2 separate regions of the Capsicum annuum genome follow, and region 1 is linked to region 2. The links are chromatin contacts, called in public Hi-C maps. All regions are on one chromosome and are shown on one strand. The core of a region is the stretch at or near the end of the contact, and the rest is flanking DNA. Distances in the headings are between cores, read along the strand shown. Region 1 holds the start of LOC107855951 (two-component response regulator ARR1). Region 2 overlaps LOC107853277 (serine/threonine-protein kinase BSK7).

The links. Hi-C and Micro-C count contacts between places; a contact is called where the count stands out from the background.
Region 1: a contact with region 2 is called in a Hi-C map of leaf, with 2.3 times the contacts expected there. The contact joins the promoter of LOC107855951 here to the enhancer-like site in region 2. A contact is called at or near these places in 4 of 5 Hi-C or Micro-C datasets (bud, leaf, pericarp and 1 more).

Annotation. Positions count from the first base shown.
Region 1 is chr11:165,184,799-165,189,339 of UCD10Xv1.1, reverse strand. LOC107855951 (two-component response regulator ARR1) reads left to right here and starts at 3,180. Exons shown (of 2, transcript XM_016700949.2): 1 at 3,180-4,112; 2 at 4,236-4,541. The coding sequence starts at 4,008. The coding sequence ends at 4,424.
Region 2 is chr11:164,992,173-164,996,884 of UCD10Xv1.1, reverse strand. It overlaps LOC107853277 (serine/threonine-protein kinase BSK7), which reads right to left. Exons shown (of 11, transcript XM_047399051.1): 9 at 3,404-3,556; 10 at 2,264-2,377; 11 at 1,160-1,981. The coding sequence ends at 1,736. Among protein-coding and RNA genes, the nearest start is that of LOC107853277, 23 kb to the right of the region's middle. Within about 2 kb of position 1,369, at least 2 of the 5 cell types and tissues checked have an H3K27ac peak or open chromatin away from gene starts, as enhancers often do. A contact at or near this core is called in leaf, where this site is marked.

The DNA.
Region 1 (4,541 bases), core at 1,931-4,430, 190 kb before region 2:
GAAAGGAGAGGGGTGTGGGTTGATTTGTATTTTTGAAAAGATTAGAAAGTTTTGAAAATATTAATCAAGTCCACAATTAACTTAATCAAATTTCCTAATTATGTTTGACCCTTTAATTTGGTCAATATCACCAATCCTTCATTCAAGACTTAAAAGACATCTTTCCTTCAATTTTCTCAACTAAGAGAAAAGAATGCTCTTGAGGTGTTTGGTATTTTTTTTTACGAAAAGAGTGATAGTTCAGTAATATTGTGGTCCTAAATGCAATATAAGTGATATTTGAAAGAAATTCTCAAAACTTGAGTGACTATTTAGGGAATTCACTCAGAGTTTTAATAATAACATGTTTTGACATGCTTAAAATTTTGTTATTTTACATTTTTCTATGGATAGATATACTAACAAAATACGTCGTGGTTAAACGTAAAAAATTATTTTGCTAAATAATCTAACCACAATATCTTTTTCGTAACATTTGTAGCAATAAGTGTGGTATTTATCTACAGATTTTATATGGCCCATGACTAAGAATTTATAATTATTGCTACGAAATTTTACTATGTTGCAGTCTGTAGTTATAAAAAAAAAATTATTTTACAAGATATATATGTATTGTAAGTGATTATATCCATAACAAATAATTTGTATCTATCTTCATATAATTAGCGAGAATTTATAAAATTTTCGTTAGATTAAGTATATTAATTAATAAAATATTTAGATATAATAATTTATTTATTCAAATTATATTTGAAACTTATAAATAAGATCCTGTAAATTTGAATTGAGTCGAATAACAAACACCTTCAATCAAATGATAATTCTTAAAACACTTGATCATGATGAAGCTTAAGTTCAACATAATAAAATTTTGTTTAAATTCTTTATAATAAGTTAATTGAAGTTGATATAATCATTTATTTTTAAAACAATTATATTTGAAACTTACAAGTTATAAAATTGAATCGTATCATTGACAACACTAATTACACTAGACCGATAAAGATATTATTTCTATAAAACAAGTCTAAAGTAAAATTTAGTAAGTTAATTTGTTTAAATTTGTTATAATTAGTTAATAAAAAAATAACTAAATTTAATCACTTATTTATTTAGATATAAATTATTGTACAAATTCACTTTTGTGATAACTACATCCAATTATTAATCATTTGTTCAACTAATTATAACTACATTTATAATAATTATTAATTAATAATTTAATAGTAGACCATAAAAAAATTGTTCAGAAAGATAAAGTTCTAGACTTTGAATAAAATAACAACTGTCATAACACTTGATCAAGGTAAAACTTGAGTGAGACATGATAAATTTTGTTTATATTGCTATAAATAGAAAATTGAAAGTAAATATATTATAATTACTTATTTATTTAATTATATCTCAAATTTGCTAGTAAGACCTGTTAAGCCTGAATCAAATCAAATTATATTTAATCACTTATTTATCTAAACTATATTTCAAATGTACTAGTAAAATTCGGTAAGATCGAATCAAATTAAGTGATTAACACATCTAATTATCTTAGATCGATGGCATTTGATTTTATAATAAAGATTGTTCAGTCACTATATAGACAAGATATAATATCCCGCTCTCAAATGTAACCTTTTTTTAATCTAGTGTTGCTACAACAAATTTTCATTCATGATAAAAAATGATTATTAGTTACAAAATTCTATCAAAATTCATTTCGCCATAACAAATAGTTATGGAACTTGAAGCAAAAACTTAACAATTGCCATAATTTTTTAGAATATGAAACAAAAAGTACTCATTTAGTTACAATATTTTGCTTGAGGTACTTTATTGTACCTAAAAATTTAGTATTGTTGCAGTAATTTCATTAGGTCAGAGACATGTGAAGTTGTACTTATGCGAGAGCATCCTTTTACTGATAAAAAGATAAGAGTTGATTCCACTTTTTAGGTAGTTAATGATTCACATATATAATTTTTCTCTACTACTTTTACTCCTTCTATGTCTTTTTCTCAAATTATTATGAAATTAAATCAATATTTTTTATGAGCAATTAATTTTTTTTCATAATTTTTTTAAAAATAATTGAGGTATGCAAAGGTTGTGGAACTACACGTAGCATGTTGCAGAAGAAAATTAGAAGAATTGAAAAATTGAATAACTGAAATCAAAAATAGGTCAAATTTATCGACGATCACCTAACATTTAGTCTATCATACAAAAATTAATATTGATTTCAATTTTTTTAATATAAAAGTCATTTAAGTTTAAAAATTGATATATAAAAAATACTTTTTTATTTTGTGACATAAAAGTATCCTATCTTTAAAATTTAGTACAAATATTTATTTATTTTTTCAAAAGGTGTTTACAAAATTTACTATACAAATACATATATCAGTGTAGAAAATAGTCAAATTACAATTTCTTCAATATTACTAATATTAGATAAAAATTATTATAAAGAAATCAAACTAAGGAAAGCAAGTATAATATTGTATACCTCCAACAAGTTATTTGTTAAAAAGTAAAATATTAGAGATACTTCTAATATCATCCTGAATATAATTAATTTATTTTTGACCCTTGTCGTATTTTCTTTATGATATATCAAAATACAAATGAAGTTTACTTCTTAATTAACTTGATCAAAGTTAAATGACTTTTAAGTGACAAAAAATTAAGAAAAAAGATACTTTTATGTTACAAATTTTTAAATTTGAATGACTTCTACGTAAAATAAATTAAAATAATAATAATAATAATAATAATAATAATAATTAAACTATAAATTTTATAATAGAATAAAGTGTACATAATAATTAAAAAAAATATATTATAAATTTAAAATTAGATAACTAAATCAAAAACATCTTAATGAATTATTCTTTTTTATATTATAAAGTTAGCTTTACAATTTAATAAAAACAGATGAAAACGAAGGAGCTAAAAACAAGAGAAACAAAAATAGTTAGTTGAGGAGAAAGAGAAGAAGGTGAAGTGGAATGATATGGTGGAATCCACTTTATAAAATCAACAGAAAAGGTTAAAAATACTCCCAAACTATCTAAAATAAATTAAAAATATCTCTCATTAATTTTTTGGCTCAAAAATATTTCTGGCTAAAAAATATCCTTTCCTCTAAAAGCATGTCACCCAGGTGAAAAAAGGTTTGTAGTCATGCCACATCACCATTCACGTCATCTTTAATTTCACAGCCCAAATTAAAAATTCAACCCGACCCATAAATAAAATAACCCGACCCAAAGTGGAATAACAAAGGTAAAAGAATCGGGTCTTTCTCTGTGCCTTATTCTTTCTCTCTCCTGAAAGAAAATTTTCATTCTAGGGTTCACCGCTACTGCTGTTTGAATTCATTCGAAAGGGAAAGATTGATTGTCATTTTCTAAGGTTCCCCACGACTGTCGATGGTATAAATCGCTTGTTGGATCGATTGTCACATTCACTGTTTGATGCTCAATTGATGCATTAGGGTTCTTCTGATAAAATCAATATAGGGTTCGTTTTTGGAGTTGTAGTCACCTAAAATTGATGTCTTCACCTACCTTTCAGAAAAGCTATGGGATTCCGACTTATTATAATACGCCCTTGGAGCTGGCTCCCCTTTTGACGTTTCTAAGGATTCCGACGATGTTCATACAGTTCTTGCTGTAAATTCATATGTGATTATATTGTTCTGATGAATTTGGATCTTTCATAATTTATTTCTCAAGATTCATATGTTGCTTTTTATGAATTTGCATCTTTCAACACTTTTTCCTCAATATCCATATTTTTGTAACTGCTCTTGCAGATGATTATTGTCGTTTCCTACTTCGAGCCTGTATCTTTTGAGTTCATTCTGTATATGTGGGTCCATAAAGTGAATTATTGTGTCATATCACTGAAAACTAGGGAGAAATCATGTGAAACTTGAAAATCAATACTTTATTTTGGAGTAAGAAGTAAAATAAATTAACTTGTTCATGTTATAATCGTTGGTTGAAATGTTGCCAATCCTGGCGATGCTTTCAGAGGCTGTTCCCAAGAAAATTCTTGAACTGATGAATGTTCCCGGACTAACAAGAGAAAATGTTGCCAGCTACTTTCAGGTACTGAACAATTTTACTTCTTTCATTTTCAAGAATATACAGGAATGTACGGTTTCATGCACAATTTAGTAGTTGATAATATTTCTTTAGTTTCTTAGTGAAGTGCTTATTGATGGTAATCAGGTACTGCAGAAATACCGGTTATACCTCAGGAGGTTGAGCGGTGTATCACAGCATCAGAATGGATTAAATAACTTGTTCATGGGACATCCGGAAGCAACATATGGGACAATGACTTCTTTCAGTGGGCTCGAGCTTCAAGCTTTAGTTGCCACTGGTCAACTTCCCATACAAAGTCTTGCTACCCTCTAGGCAGCTGCACTAGGTAGGTCTGCGACAAAATCTGCCACATCTATGCATCTAGTAAATCAAGGAAACCTTTTCATCTTTGAAAATCCCAAGTTGAGATTTCCCGAGGGACAGCAACAA
Region 2 (4,712 bases), core at 120-2,619:
ATTTATTGTAATTATAATCTTAAATATGCTACTTTTTGTAATTTTTTCAAAAAAAATAATTAAACTTCTTGCTTTTCTCCCAATTTCTAACTTTTTTTTCTCGAGAAAACGTTTTCAAAATTTAACCAACCAAGCATTGAAAAGTTAGAAAACATTTTCCAGAATTTTTCGGCCTCATATGAGAATGAAAAATCGGAGCATTTTATCAATCGTGTATTTTCTTCCATACCATCCACACCCTAATTCCTATACTATGGTTAGGGGTGTACATAGGTCGGGTTGATTCGATTTTTATTAAAAAGAAAAAAAAAACAATCATATCGGTTTATTAAAACTATAAACTAAATCAAACCAACATAAAATTGATTTTTTCGATTTAAATTTTAGTCCGTTTTTCAAGTTTTTCGATTTTTTCAGTTTTTTTTAATTTTCTTTTAGAATCTTTAGTTTACAATTATATTGTAATTGAAGACTAGATCAAATATGTTTTCACTCATGTGCTAATGAAAAACCATAATTATGAAAAAATAAGGAGCGAAAAACTCTCTTGAAACTAAAAAGTGAGATGAAAAATAAAAAGTTTAGGTTTTAAATTTATATTGAATTTTCGTTCATTTAATTAGCAATTAATAAACAAATATTACATTTTAAAGGCTCAAATCTAAATATATATCTACATCTACTTTCAAATTATTGAAAATTATTAAAATTAATTGAAAAAGTATTTAAAAAGTAAATTATAATTAATATTTTATGTATAATTAATATTTCATGTATAATTAATATATATATATATATATATATATATATATATTATGTCGGTTTGATTCGGATTCGATTTAACTTATTTTTTGTTAACACCAAACCAAACCAAGAATGATCAATTTTTTTCTAACGCCAAACCAATCAAACCAAATCATAAGTTGATTTTTTTTTCTCGATTTGTTTTGATTCGTCGGTTCGATTTGACTGTGTAACAGAATTGACCTTACACCTGATTTAAAAAATAAAAAAATCGCACGCCTACCTCACCCGCGAAATTTAACCCTTGGGTGAGAATTACCCAAAGGCCATATAAGGAGAGAATAGTACATTCTCTCAACCTATCTATGCAAATATAACAAAGCTTAAAGACGAGAAATTAAATTTCAAAAATATATGAATGAGCTACCAGCTGTACAGATAATATTGCACAAACATTCAAACTGAGTAATTGTTGACATAAAAGATGCAAACAACATTCAGAAAGTTAGACAGACCAGTAACGACTGTACTTAACATAAGCACTGCAAAGTAAATTACAACACAAAGAAAGGATATTGACCCCCAACTCCAAGAGAAGAAAAGGAAGGATGATTTCAAGAGAGAGACAAAACAATTTGTGCAGCCAAATAGCACTGTACATAAATTACAGCACAGAAGTGTTCTCCAGCTTTCCTTTTCCACAGATGTTAGATCCTTAAGGAACCAACAGCATTGGATTATTCCCCGTCCACAAAAGCCATGACCAAATCGAACCCCCCTCACATCCAATTATGTTGCAAAAGAATTCTCTGAAGTAAACCGAACCTAAATGATTGCATGCACGAGGAGATAGATTGAACAGCCTCTCCACGGTGAACTTTTTGTGATCTAAGAACAGCCTCTCCACAGTGACCTTTTTGTGATCTATGTCCAAGTCCCCATCAGCAACGAAGCAATAAAATAGAGATCACACTGGCTTAACTCACCACTTTCAGGAATTTGTGTTCTTCTTCTCTTCGAGAACAGAACCCTCTTTAAGTGCAATGTGTGCCTCATTTTCCCTTCCCAGTGCAAAAAGAGAAGCAGCCTGTAAATACGAAGCAATATGCCATACAGGAGATATTACTTGTGCCTGTACTGCATCATTCAGGGCTTCCTGTGACATATCACTCATGAGATAAGACAGACTACGCCGTGCATACACAGTTGGGGAGACCATGGTTCCAACATCGATAAACTGTATAAACCAATCCAAGTATTAAATGAATGATGCACTTTAAATAGATTAAATCTACTCTTCTAAGCACTCATTAATAATCTCAAGAACATGTTAACATCTCTTTAGACCATTTTGTTACTTAATCAACTGTATAAAGCATTAGACTACTAACATTTATCTCGTCTAAGAACACACATCTGAAAAGTACAAATTGGAACCTCAAGTTTGGAAGAAGAGTCTTGCTACTCATATTGAAACCCGTGGAAACTGAACCTATCACGGAGGATCGTGAATTCCTACCTGTGTATAGCATTCGACAGCAGCCTTAGCATCTTTGTGCCTGAAAGCAGCATCACCCTTTTTCTTGGAGTTCAATGTTTCCTGCATCTGATTTGTCCACATCTGGAATGAAAGCTGCAAGCAACATCAAAAAAGTGTGCCTACCATTAGACTTTGATAATTGGCTCCAAAGCTGTACAACAACTTGGATTTGATTTAATGAACAAGCAATAAGTTACAAAAAGAAAGTTCTTTTAACAGCTGAGCAACTTCCTCTCCAAAGCGTCTCACTGGTTGAAGCGCGCACAATCATTCAATAGGCATTGGGAACTTATAAGTAAAAGAGTAAGCCACAAATACATATTTTTCTCTGCTGTTTCTGACTGTAGGGATGGCAATTGGGCGGCGCGGTTTTGACCATATGCGGGTGCAGGACGAGTTAAAACTATTTTGTTGAAAATTTAATGCGGGGTGGGGCGGACAGGTTGGACAAATCAGAGTCTTAAGTTAGATCCAGTTCTTCTGAACTAAATAGTTTTAAGAACTACTGGTAGGTATAAACACAATAAATTATGCGGAGTGGGTTTATGTGGGATGGGTTGCAAACAACAAAATGTGCAATGCAAGAGGGAATGGGTGAAATATTTGCAAGTTTACATGGGCTTTCTCACAACCCCACCGTTTGCCAACCCTGTTTCTGAGAACTTCCTTTGCAACAGGCCATTTGTCCATGAGGAAACTGGTTTAGACAAAATTCAAATCAATTTGCTTATAGAAATCCTATCATCAGGATGACCTCTCAAGATGAAGTCACAACAATGATCTAATCTGATTTTTTGGATGAGATTCTCTAAGTATAACCTTTTTTAGCAGTTGAAACATGTGGAACAACACTTCTTAAACATAAAACAGCATCAAGAAGCTCACTGGTTGTTAGGATTCTCTATATGAGAGAATCACTACAAAGCAAATCATAAAGAAGGGATAAGCAGCAGGTGGAAGAAATGTGAGGCCCCCTCCTGCACACATGCAAGAGGAGAAAAGATCCGCGTACGGCATGAGGTTACTGTGTCAGTGTTTTGAAGATAAAAACACTGAAACGGAATGGGTGTACACAAGATGAGGACATCAATTCCTCAAAACTATTACTAACAGACAAACCTCAGTAGCTGCTCCTTCATCGTCTTTGTACCCAAGCTTTTCTAAAATCTCATGGATGGCAGTTAGATCCATTCTTAAGCAGGCTTCACCAAGTGGAGACAGAGACATAGTTTCACCATCACGTGATATACCCATCAAAGCATGAGAAGGAACCTGCAAAACAAGTATCAAAACTTCATCACAGCTAAATTCCATCATCAATGTGATCTCTGACAATTTTCAGTCATCTAATGTAGGAATTAATATTTAGGGACAATAATATAACCTAAAATGTTTCTTTTTTAAAAAAAAAAAAAAATGGAACTATTATATTCCTCAGCAGTAAAGGATGCTGAACACCTCCAAAAATAGTTACAAAAGAGAACTTAGAGTCTAGAATTACAATGCTCCTAAGAAATCTACAAATTCATCTACGTCCTCTATACAATTCTCCTTGCACCAAAAAAATAGCGTGACAAGACAATTCCATTTTACATCATTAATGGACCTGACTTTGTCTTCGAAGCATCTCCCATTTCTTTCCGTCCATACTGACCACCAAATGCAGGAGGGTATCATCCTCCACCACTTCTTTTGACTCTTGCTACCACCTCTTCTGATCCAACAACTTAACAAATCAGCTGTGTGCTCAGGCATTGTCCATTCCAATTTAGTGAGGGTCAAGAACAAATGCCAAAGTTGAGCAATGTAGAAATAAGTGGTTATTTGGTTCCCCAGTTTCATTGCATAAAAAACATCTAGGAACTAGTGTCCTTCCCTTCTTCTGGAGAACTTCTTGAGTGAGACATGCCCTTCTGACCACTAGCCAAGTGAAACATTTCACTCTAGTAGGAACCTGAATCTTCCATAGGGTTTCAGAGCTTTGATACTTCCCCCTGTACTGAGTTGTTTTCCTTCTTGTAGAGTCTATTCACTGTGAGAATGTCATCTTCTGTGTGTTTCCACCTTAGAGAATCTGGATTAGTAGTTGTGCCCTGAAAACTTCTAGCACATTCAACATGTTTGTCATCCTGTCCACTTCCCAATCATTGAGATGTCTTCTGAATGTGAGGTTCCAACCTTGAGGAGACCAACATTCCAACACTGTAGCTTCAATGTTGCTTCTTAGAAACATCAAGTCAGGAAAGGATTCCTGAGAGTTGATTGGCCTATCCGGTGGTCTTTCCAGAAGAGAGTTTTGTGACCATTTCCTACTCTTATTCTGGTATGTCAATGCAATTTGGGCTAAGATGATCTGATTGCTCTCCACACACCAACCCCATTAGTGCTATTGACCTCATTTGTGACCCAATGACTTTCTTGGCCATAT